Linked DNA regions of Mus musculus: region 2 is linked to region 1. The links are chromatin contacts, called in public HiChIP or PLAC-seq maps. All regions are on one chromosome and are shown on one strand. Each heading gives the region's core, a stretch centred on a gene start, on an enhancer-like site or on the middle of the called end of the contact. The rest is flanking DNA. Distances are from core to core; before and after follow the strand shown. Region 1 has its middle 32 kb from the start of Gm34719. Region 2 holds the start of Dio3 (deiodinase, iodothyronine type III).

Region 1 (4,979 bases), core at 1,448-3,947:
AGCAAATGTTTACACCCCACACCACTGATGATCTAGGGAAAGCTCACACACAGAATTATCACCCAGCAGCAGACCACCCCCCCCCCTGAACTGACTGGAGCTCAGATCACAGCTCTGGGGAGTAGCCATCCACCTCTAGACTCACAGAATGACAGTCGCCAGATCTGAGAGTCCATGCACTCGTGTTGGCTTCACAGGCACAGCAGTCCCCACCAGGACCACTCCTGCTGGTCAGTGTACAATGGCAAGCAGAGTCCCCAGAGGAATTGGGACTGGAATGGTGAAGGGCCACCCTCTGGAAGAGGCAGGAGCCAGGTAGCACTTGACCTAGGAGAAGCTCAGGCCTAGTTCCTGAGCCAGCCCCACCCAGAACTGATCTCGGGGACTTCCTACAGTAGGTTCAGGGCCACTGCCAGACACGGGGTAAGAATACACACAGTTCTACAAGGCGGAGGAAAAGGAGAGAGAAGCGGAGAAGGCTGTCAGCCCAGCTCTTTTTTCCAGCATCTTGTATTTAAACTATCAAATGTTTTAGCCAATCTGCAGAAAATAAATTCTTTGCACAGGGGAAGAAATTTGGCTCTGTCTCTCAGCAGAAGGCCCTGCTCACAGTTCCCCATGGCTCCTTAGCTGAGGCAGGGCAGCTCTCTGCAGCCTCTCCACACTGCCGTGTATCTGGGATTTACATAATCACGGGCAAATAAAACGATAAAGGCACACTCTTTCATAACAGGCATATTGTTACTATTATTATTCTTAAGGCAAATTAGCTTCTGATTATAGGGATTAGTCAGACCCCGGTCCTGTTGCCTGAGATGGGGCTGAATCTTGCTTCCTTCTTTTTAACAAGGAGGAGAGCTGTTGTTTCGATGTCAGGAAATTACATAAAATGGTACTCGCTCAGAGGGAGAGAGCCTCGGAAAGTCATCTAATTATCAAAATTTTACCTCAAGTTTATTAACTTTTTGTTGCGTTTTGTTTGGCTGCTTCCTCTTAGAAGTATCTCTGATATTTGAGTGTCCTATTTTCCAGATATTTCTGTGTATCTAGGGGTGGAGGGCACCCATCACTGAAGGGATTTGTGGTTCCTTTTGACTAAAGAGATACTCATGCTTGCTCTCTCTCTCTCTCTCTCTCTCTCTCTCTCTCAGTGTGTGTGTGTGTTCAGTTTGTTTGTTTGTTTGTTTGCTTGCTTGTTTGCTTGTTTGAGTCAAGGTCTTATCAAGTATTCCAGCTGGCCTGGCCCTCCTCGTGATTCTCCTGCCTCATTCTCCTTGGAGAGATCAGCCATCACACCTGGTTCCTGCAATTTTTCTTGGAGAGTCAACAAGGCAGAAATTGTGTGCCTTTCTGTGGACAAAGACCCTGAAACTCAAAGCTGCCAGGAACCTAGGGCAAGACATCACCCAAGTGCATAGGAGCCTGGGGGATCAGGTCAGGCCCATGGGCCCCCAGGGGGCCAAGCAGAGATACTCACATCCAGATGGCACCATGTGCTTATCCAAGGTCTAATTCTGCTTTTCTCTCTTGTAGATACTTCCTTCCAAGTGGACATTTCATAATAGCTAGATATGGTTTGAGCCATCAGACTAGGGCAAGTGGTGGAATAGCCTCAGGTGCTACTGGAATCTAATAGACCAAGGCCATGAAGGCTTTCCAGTATCCCACACCTCTAGCCCCCTTTGCCTTTACCCCCTAAGAATTCTCTGCCTCCAATGTCAACAATGCCATAGTTGAGAAACCTTGGCTTAACTGATTGGAATTCTTGTGACTATTATTAATAGATAGCAACTGATGTTAGATAGATAAATGGATAGATAAATATGATGGTTGACAGGTAGATGATGGATAGAAAGATAGATATATAAATAGATAAGTGACTAACACATGATAGATATTAGATAGATGATAACAAGATGACAGAAAATATGATAAATATGTAGGTAGTGATTGATAGATAATGATAGGTAATCATTGTAGATAATGATTGATAGATGTTGATTAGCTAAACATACAGATATGAACAATTGATGAATAATGAAAATAGACACGTGGTAGATAGATAGATAGATAGATAGATAGATAGATAGATAGATTGATAGATAGATAGGTAGATAGATAGGTAGATAGATAGATAGATAGATAGATAGATAGATAGATAGATAGATAGATAGATAGATGGATGGATGGCAGGTTACATATAGAGTGATAGTAGACAGGCAGGCAGACAGATCTCTGGGCCTGGAACATCTTGGGCGTTTCTGGAGAGTTGCTATTCTATTTCACAATTTTAATCTGAGTTGAATTAAACTAAAATAAGGCAAAATTTATATAACTGGCTACACTTCCATGTCAGATCACCTCCTTCATTGTTTATACATACAAACACACCAACTTTTAGGGATGTGAGAACTGGGGCTTGGTGGTTCTGTGTGTGAGCATGCATGCATGGGTGTGTGTGCTGGGATTGTGGAGATGAGCCATCACACCTGGTTCCTTCCACTCTGGGTTCTAGGGATTGACCTCAGGTAGCCAAGCCTGGGCAGTGACAACTTCAACATGCTGAGCCATCTCAGCAGCCCCAGTTAGGGGAATCTGGATGGAATGTGTCAGTGTCTCCTTTTAGACCCTGCCTCAGGTGTAGCTGACCTGATGAGAGAAACTCCCTGAACTTCAAATGTGAGCTCAGAGGCGGCTGCCCGGGGTTGTTTCCTGCCTATCACTGGAGACTTTATGGATACTTTCTTTCCTTCTTTAGTGTGTTGGAATAAAAGGGGGGAAAAAAACCCTCCACAATTCTGCACTCCAGACCTCAACGAATTAGATATGCCAGCAGCACCTCTCACAGCAGGGGTATTGGCAACCTTTCCTGTAAGAGGCAGACAGTAAATATTTCTGCCTTTGCAGGTCACGTGGCCTCTGTGGCAACCACTCTACCCCGCTGTGCCATCAGAGGCAGCCATAGACGATATGTAGATGAGTACGCTTGGCTGTGTCCCAATAAAACTTTATTTACAAAGCCAGGGCGTGGGAAGGGCTTGGCCCTGTGACTGCAGTCTGCAACATTCAGTTTACAAGGCAGAGTTCCTGAAAATGATGAGTGTGGGCAGAGGGAAGAGGGGACAGCTCAGAGCACGCAAGCTGTAACATGGAGGCAGCAGTCAGGTGAAGTAGTTGAGAAGCAGAAAGAAATGAGCTCTAAAGGTCAGACCAACTGAGGACAGAGGTATTGCAGGCACATCCGCTGGAAATCAGTAAGGTGAGGCTTGTTGTTTCCCACAAATTTACCTTTCACTTGAAAGTATGGCTTCTTCCTTATTGGGATATATTAATTATATGACTCTTGTAATGATATTTTTATTTGCGCGTATGAGCACACTCACTCTGCCCCATTCCTTGCTCCCTCCTTACTTCTGCTAAAGTTTTTCTTCTTCCCAGCTAGCCCCTTCCACTGTCTCATGTCGATCCAGTAAGTTTAGTTAGGGCTTCTCACAGGAGTATGGGTGAAGGGTTATTTATGGAGGTATGGAAAGCTTACTTTGCCAATAGCTACACCACTCAAGAAAGCATCCCTCCCTCTTCAAGCAACCATCAATAGCTTATAAATCCTCAGGAGGGGTAGGATCTCAAGAGTTTCCATTCAGAAACGCCAGCCTTCACACACACACACACACACACACACACACACACACACACACGGAGCTGGTCAACTGGCCCTGCAGGGACTGTGCTATCCACCTTGTGTGCTCTATTGACAATCGCCATGGACAGTGGTCCCAAGGAGTCACTTCAGGAGCCTGCTAACAATGGAAAGGAAACCCACAGTCTGCTGTTCTGACTGCAGCCCAAGCAATGGGTAACACAACAGGATCCCCGTCCCCAGGAAGCTGGGCTCCAACTAGAGGTCAATTCTGGCTTTGCAGGCAGCTGCAGGGATTCTTGTTTTTAGCTCCCTCCCAGGAGGCAATGGCCTCTCTCTTCTCCCTCCAATCTCACTCAGCTCTGAAGGCTTCTCTTCCCCTTCCCTTGTCATTTGCCTTCCTCCTAGCAGTGCATGGCTCACCTGCTCCCCCAAGGCTCCATCCCACTTCCCCAACACCTGACACCTCTTGCCAAGCTCCAACCTGCCTGCCTGTCTCCTAAGCCTACAGGGAAATCTCAATCTCAAACAAAAGAAGTCTGCTGTCTTAGTTTGACTTTTGCTGCTGAGAACAGACACCATGACCAAGGCAACTCTTACTAATAATTGGGGCTAGCTTACAGGTTCAGAGGTTCAGTCCATTATCATCAAGGCAAGAGCATGGCAGCATCCAGGCAGGCAAGAGCTGAGAGTTCTACATCTTCATCAGAAGGTTGCTAGCAGAATACTGATTTCCAGGCAGCTTGGACTAGGGTATTAAAGCCCATGCCCACAGTGGCATACTTCCTCCAACAAGGCCACACCTCCTAATAGTGCCACTCCCTGGGCCAAGCATATTCAAACCACCACATCCACCAACAACAATAAGACCCCAACCTTTCCTCTCTAGTTTCCATTTCTGTTGCGCTTGCTTGCCTTATGGATTGGTCCAGGTTTTCCCATTTTACTGGCCTCTGCCTTGAGGAGAACATCACTCCTCCCATGGAAAACTTGTCTTTCTGGAAACAAGCCAGGCATATCCTCTCTACAGTTGTCACCTAGCCCCCTTTCTCCAGGCAGCAAACCCTGCCTCCTGGACCCTCAGGAAGGGTCCTGACAGCATGAAAATGCAAAAGCAGGCCTGTGAGGTATTCCGGGGTGCCTGGGAAGCTATAGGGAAGTTAGGATGTCGAAAGAGGAAGGCAAGAAAATGCACCATGGGGACTCTTTCTTGATATTAAACTTAGAAGTTAGCTGGGAGGGTGTGATAGTAGCACCTATGGTCAGAAAGGCTCCTCAGGTGGAAAGACCAGAAGACCAGCCATGCAAACAGCAGCTGTAGCAGCCTTTGACACTGTAG
Region 2 (4,979 bases), core at 1,591-4,090, 160 kb after region 1:
CAGTATTCATGTTCTAGACCACTGGGACAAGACAAGATAGTTTAAGTAACTGGTAGAAAGGCTGAGAACTACAGCTAGTTAGGGGTGCTCCCCTGAAGGGCATGGGAAAAGAGGACTGGGGAGGAAAATAGAGATGAGGAGGAACCGCAGAAAGGTAGGGAGCACTGGTGTGGTTGTCAAGCCAGGTATGTGTCCCCAAAGCCAGAATCACTGGCACCCCTTGGGTCTTTCCTCACCTGTACAGGATGCCAGGGAAGTCGAAGGCCTGGGTTCTTCATCCAAGGCTCTGGAATCCTGAGGTGTGGGGTGTAGCCTATTTCCCACACAACACCCGCCCCTGTCCAGAAATGTGGATGGCAGGGTTTCCCAAGTGTCCCATATCAGAAAGGGGTGATGTTCAGGGGTGACTGGTCCCATAGAGCAGGACCAGAAGGACTTCTATCTGTCCCAGACTATGGCTGCCACATGGCATATGCACCTACACACATAATGCGAGAAGGGGAGGATCGGCCTCATATCCCTGTCCCAGGTCCTTATAGGAAGAAGCAGGACACAAGCCCTAGACTGGTATCTCCCAGAGATGAGGGGATCTTGGGCTGAAGAGAACTATCTCTTGCTCTACCCAAGACAGCGCCCAGAAGCTCCCAATCTGTCTCTCAGACTCTCCAGCCAGAGTCTCTTCTCACTTTACCACCTAAGTCTGAAAGAGAGTGGGGGGGGGGTTGATCTGTAAGCTCAGAGGAGCCCTGCTTAGGGATAGAACCATGAGTGGAACCCCCAGCCAGGCACGTTCAGGGAGATTTCTGAAGTCCTCCTGAAAGACCTTACAAAGAGTGCTAGAAACAGCAAAGGAGTCTGATGGCTTCCTTCAGGTGGGAAGTGCTGATGTTTACTCCCTTGCCCCCAGAGCAGAGACATCCTCTGACCCAGAGGGAGAAGAGCCACTTTCACAGGCTGTTCACAGGCAGCACACTCCAGATCCAGCTGCTCTGGCGGCCACAGGTCCCGCGACCGAGGGACTCCCTGGGCAGAGCATCCTGCCAGGACAGCAGAAACCAGGTGGTGAGGGCGGGCGCCTACCTGGGCGCCCTCTGGGCTACTTGAGGTCGACTTTTCCGGACAAGTTCCATGGCTAATGGAAAGTGGTCTGACTGTGCTCACCCTCCCGAGACGCCAGCGCGGTCTCTGGTAGAGAAAGTTAGGTAGCTGGTCTCTCCCGAGAGGGCGATGCATGGGACGCAAGCAGCTGGAGCTGTAGTATCCGGCTGGGGTCCCGTTACCCCAGAGAAGGCCCCTGTGAGTGCTGGAGCATTCTAGGGAGTGCGATTCTTAGGCGCTGCCTTCGGGTTGAGGCCTTGACCTGAGGGGTCATTGTGAGGTGTATCTAAAGTGGAACTTGCTTAGGGTCTCGAGGACCCCAGGTCAAGCAGCCCCGCCGCCCCTGAACCCAAGTCTCCAGCAGTGCGCCACGCGCAGAGACAGATTAGGAGGTCTGCGCCGCTGTGGCAGAGCCGACCAGAGCCCCACGCTGTTGGGGAGTTGCCCCGCACCCCTAAAAAGCCTCAGCACACGTTCCCTGTTGAAAGTACGCACTTTACGCGTCCGGGCGCCTCCGCGGTTGAGTCGGGCCGCCGCGCTCCGAGTTCGCGAAGGTGGCTCAGTTCGGGCGCTCCAGTCTCGACGTTCCCGGGGCAGAGAGCAACGTCCGGGGACGAACGGGACGGGTGCGCCCGGCGGCCGGGGCTGCGCCGGGCGAGGCAAGCGGCGAGAGGGGAGCGCTCCCGCGTTCAGGCAACAGCTACCCCTAGTGGGAGAGCCGCCCGGGGCCGGCGCCGCCCCGCGCCCGCTGCCCCGCGCCCCGCGCCCGCAGCGCCCCGCGCCCAGGGCGTCCCGGAGCCGGCCGAGGGCGAGGCCCGGCGTCGCTTGCCGCGACTCTCCGGGTCTCCCGAGCTGGGCGCCAGCCCACCCGCGGGCCCTGCCCTCGGCACCTCCGGGCTGGAGCCGAGGGGCAGCTGACCCGGGAACCGCGGCGTCCGGCGGGAGCGAGATGGGACGGGGCGGGCGCGGCGCGGACTGGGGCGGCGCGCGGCAAGCTCGGGCAGCGGCGGGGGGCGCGGAGCGCGGTGTGCGTGGCGGGGCGGTGCGGGGGGCGGCCGTGTGCGAGGCGCGAGTGTGAGCGCGCGCGGGAGGCGGGCGGACGGGCTGCGGCAGTCGAGCGGCGCCCGCGGGCGAGCGGGGAAGGCGGCGGGAACCCAAAGTTGCCTCCTCGCGGGCCCGCGTCCCCGGCGGGGCTGCAGCCGGGGGCCGGCCGAGCGGCGGCCGCAGACCTGGACTCCCGCGGTACCTGGGCAGCGACCCCGCACGAGCAGCAGCAGCGTGGGCGGCGTTGGCGGCGGCGCGCGGGAAGCGAACCGGAGCTCCGGCGCGGCGCTGCGGCCGCCGGGGAACTCAGCTCAGGTGCGCGGCGAAGAGGGCGCGGGCTGGGACCCGCCCGCTGGGACCTAGGAGGTGCGAGGCGCTTGCGCGGGTTACACCATTGCCACCACTGACTGCTTGGCTCTGAGATCGGGCTCCTAGTCCCTGGACACAGCGGCTTCGGGGTCCCCCGCCCCTGAGAGCGGGCTGCGGGACTCAGGCCCGCCCCTGCCAGCCCCGGGACGCACCGCTCCACCCTCGACCAGCCTGCGCCCGCCCTCGACCCAAGATTTCTGGGGCATTGGCCGCGCCTCTGGGTGATCCCTCCGGGCTCAAGTTGCAAGGGGGCGGGCCCCGGTCGGAGGTGGAGTCTCCCGCCAATTCAAGCTTTGACTATAAATTGAGCTCCCAGAGCACCGAGGACCAGATGCCTCGCCAGGCCGCCTCGAGGTTGGTGGTCGGAGAAGGTGAAGGGCCCCCGGGGGCTTCGGGGCCCGCGGCCACCATGCTCCGCTCTCTGCTGCTTCACTCGCTGAGGCTCTGCGCCCAGACCGCCTCGTGCCTCGTGCTGTTCCCGCGCTTCCTAGGCACGGCCTTCATGCTCTGGCTTTTAGATTTCTTGTGCATCCGCAAGCATTTCCTGCGCCGTCGCCATCCTGACCACCCTGAGCCCGAAGTAGAGCTCAACAGTGAAGGCGAGGAGATGCCCCCTGACGACCCGCCCATATGCGTATCAGACGACAACCGTCTGTGCACCCTGGCCTCTCTCAAAGCCGTGTGGCATGGCCAGAAATTGGATTTCTTCAAGCAAGCCCATGAGGGTGGCCCAGCGCCCAACTCGGAGGTTGTCCGACCTGATGGCTTCCAGAGCCAGCGCATCCTCGACTACGCACAAGGGACCCGCCCGTTGGTGCTCAATTTTGGCAGCTGTACCTGACCACCGTTCATGGCGCGGATGAGCGCCTTCCAGCGCCTGGTCACCAAGTACCAGCGCGACGTTGACTTCCTTATCATCTACATCGAGGAAGCCCACCCATCCGACGGCTGGGTCACCACAGATTCACCCTATGTCATCCCCCAGCACCGCAGCCTGGAGGACCGTGTCAGCGCAGCGAGAGTACTACAACAAGGTGCACCTGGCTGTGCTCTGGTCCTGGACACTATGGCCAACTCTAGCAGTTCCGCATATGGTGCCTATTTTGAGCGCCTCTACGTCATCCAGAGTGGCACCATCATGTACCAGGGAGGCCGTGGCCCCGACGGTTACCAGGTGTCTGAGTTGCGCACTTGGTTGGAGCGCTATGATGAACAGTTGCATGGTACTAGGCCACATCGATTCTAAATAACCAAGGGACAAGTGACTGAATTGGTGGGCCGGGTCTCCTGGGCCTTCGAAGCCCACGTGCAAATGCTCCAAAGAAAGTCAAAGGTTGTGGGGGATCCCCATGACACAGATGAGCACAGCCACAGAACTCAGGCTGAGTCTGGCTAACTTGAGACTCTGCTATAGTGACTCCCTTTTGTACGTTTTTGGCTTGCTCTCAGGAGCATTGCTGTGGCTCGAACTGACAGCTTTGTCCCTGCTGGAGTTTACCTGCTGGACTTTCTGACACCAGGTCTCCAGCGCTGCTTCGGCAAAGCGCGAAAGTCCCCAGCATTTCACAGCTCGGACTTGTTGGCCACGCCCGCGCGCCCTGAGCGCAGCTGGGTTCCAGCAGCGCCTCAGGCTCTAGCTAGTTGCCTGGCACCCACCTGTCGAGCGCAGGGAGTCCTGCTGCTTTTGTGTTTATTTCTTATCCCTGGGTTGGGGGAGGGGCTCGAGATAGGGAAAGGGTGGGCAGGGTAATTTCCCCGCCTAGCTTTGGGTGCGCTGGAGCCCTGGCTGCTGATGACGAACCGCCTCTAACTGGGCTTGACCACGGGTCGGCTCTGAATTGCAGAGAGGCTCGAAACAGCGCCTAAAGTAAGAGGGGGAGAGTGCTCTGGGTTCCACAGGGAACCGTCGAAAAAGGGGTGGAAGAGGGACATGGTAAGGGATGGACTTCGAGACCAAAGGAAGTGGCTTGGGGAATCAATCTGCGAGGTTCGCAGGTCCCCAGGAGGGATGCGAGAACTTTTTGGAGAAGGGATTAGTTCTAAGACAAGGAGAAGGGGAAGAACTTGGGAGTCCTAGGCAGAAAGCGCGGGTTGTGGGGCGGGGTGAAGACCAATCAGTGAATGTTGTGTTGGAAACATTCCTTGTGTATAAACTTTTAAGCTACAATAATAAAGACTTGAAGGAAGTTGCTCTGATTGCCTTTGGTCCGTTTATTTTCTCGTGTCTTTGAAAAACCAAAAAGAACTAAACACAAATTTCTCCCTGGCATCCCCATAGTGACTCTAGGGGAAAGTAGGGACGGGAAAGAACCCAGGTCCTGCAGGGGTGGGGGGGGGCTGGAGATGGGCGGAGGAGGAAGGAGTTTCCCTGGGATGGCAAATGCACTTACACGTGCCACACCTGCGCAGAGAACTTCAGGCCAGAAGAAGACTCATGAGAGACCCATGAGGAGATTGGTGAGGCAATG

Evidence for each region. HiChIP or PLAC-seq counts read pairs in DNA pulled down with a chosen protein or histone mark.
Region 2: a contact with region 1 is called in an HNF4G HiChIP or PLAC-seq map of pancreatic cancer cells. The contact joins the promoter of Dio3 here to the enhancer-like site in region 1. A contact is called at or near these places in 4 of 39 promoter capture datasets (the 3T3-L1 cell line, hippocampal neurons, liver and 1 more), 4 of 484 Hi-C or Micro-C datasets (adipose-derived mesenchymal stem cells, nephron progenitors and uterus), 1 of 115 datasets of contacts at active chromatin or transcription factors (pancreatic cancer cells) and 1 of 9 other capture datasets (adipose tissue).

The regions. Positions count from the first base shown.
Region 1 is chr12:110,117,379-110,122,357 of GRCm38.p6, forward strand. No RefSeq gene overlaps it. Among named protein-coding and RNA genes, the nearest start is that of Gm34719, 32 kb to the left of the region's middle. Within about 2 kb of position 2,698, at least 10 of the 459 cell types and tissues checked have an H3K27ac peak or open chromatin away from gene starts, as enhancers often do. A contact at or near this core is called in pancreatic cancer cells, where this site is marked.
Region 2 is chr12:110,276,390-110,281,368 of GRCm38.p6, forward strand. It overlaps Dio3 (deiodinase, iodothyronine type III), which reads left to right and starts at 2,841. Exons shown (of 1, transcript NM_172119.2): 1 at 2,841-4,708. The coding sequence starts at 2,843. The coding sequence ends at 3,757. Dio3os (deiodinase, iodothyronine type III, opposite strand) reads right to left here and starts at 1,679. Exons shown (of 4, transcript NR_002866.2): 1 at 1,594-1,679; 2 at 1,162-1,360; 3 at 237-1,037. Mir1247 (microRNA 1247) reads right to left here and starts at 1,740; the gene lies at 1,659-1,740.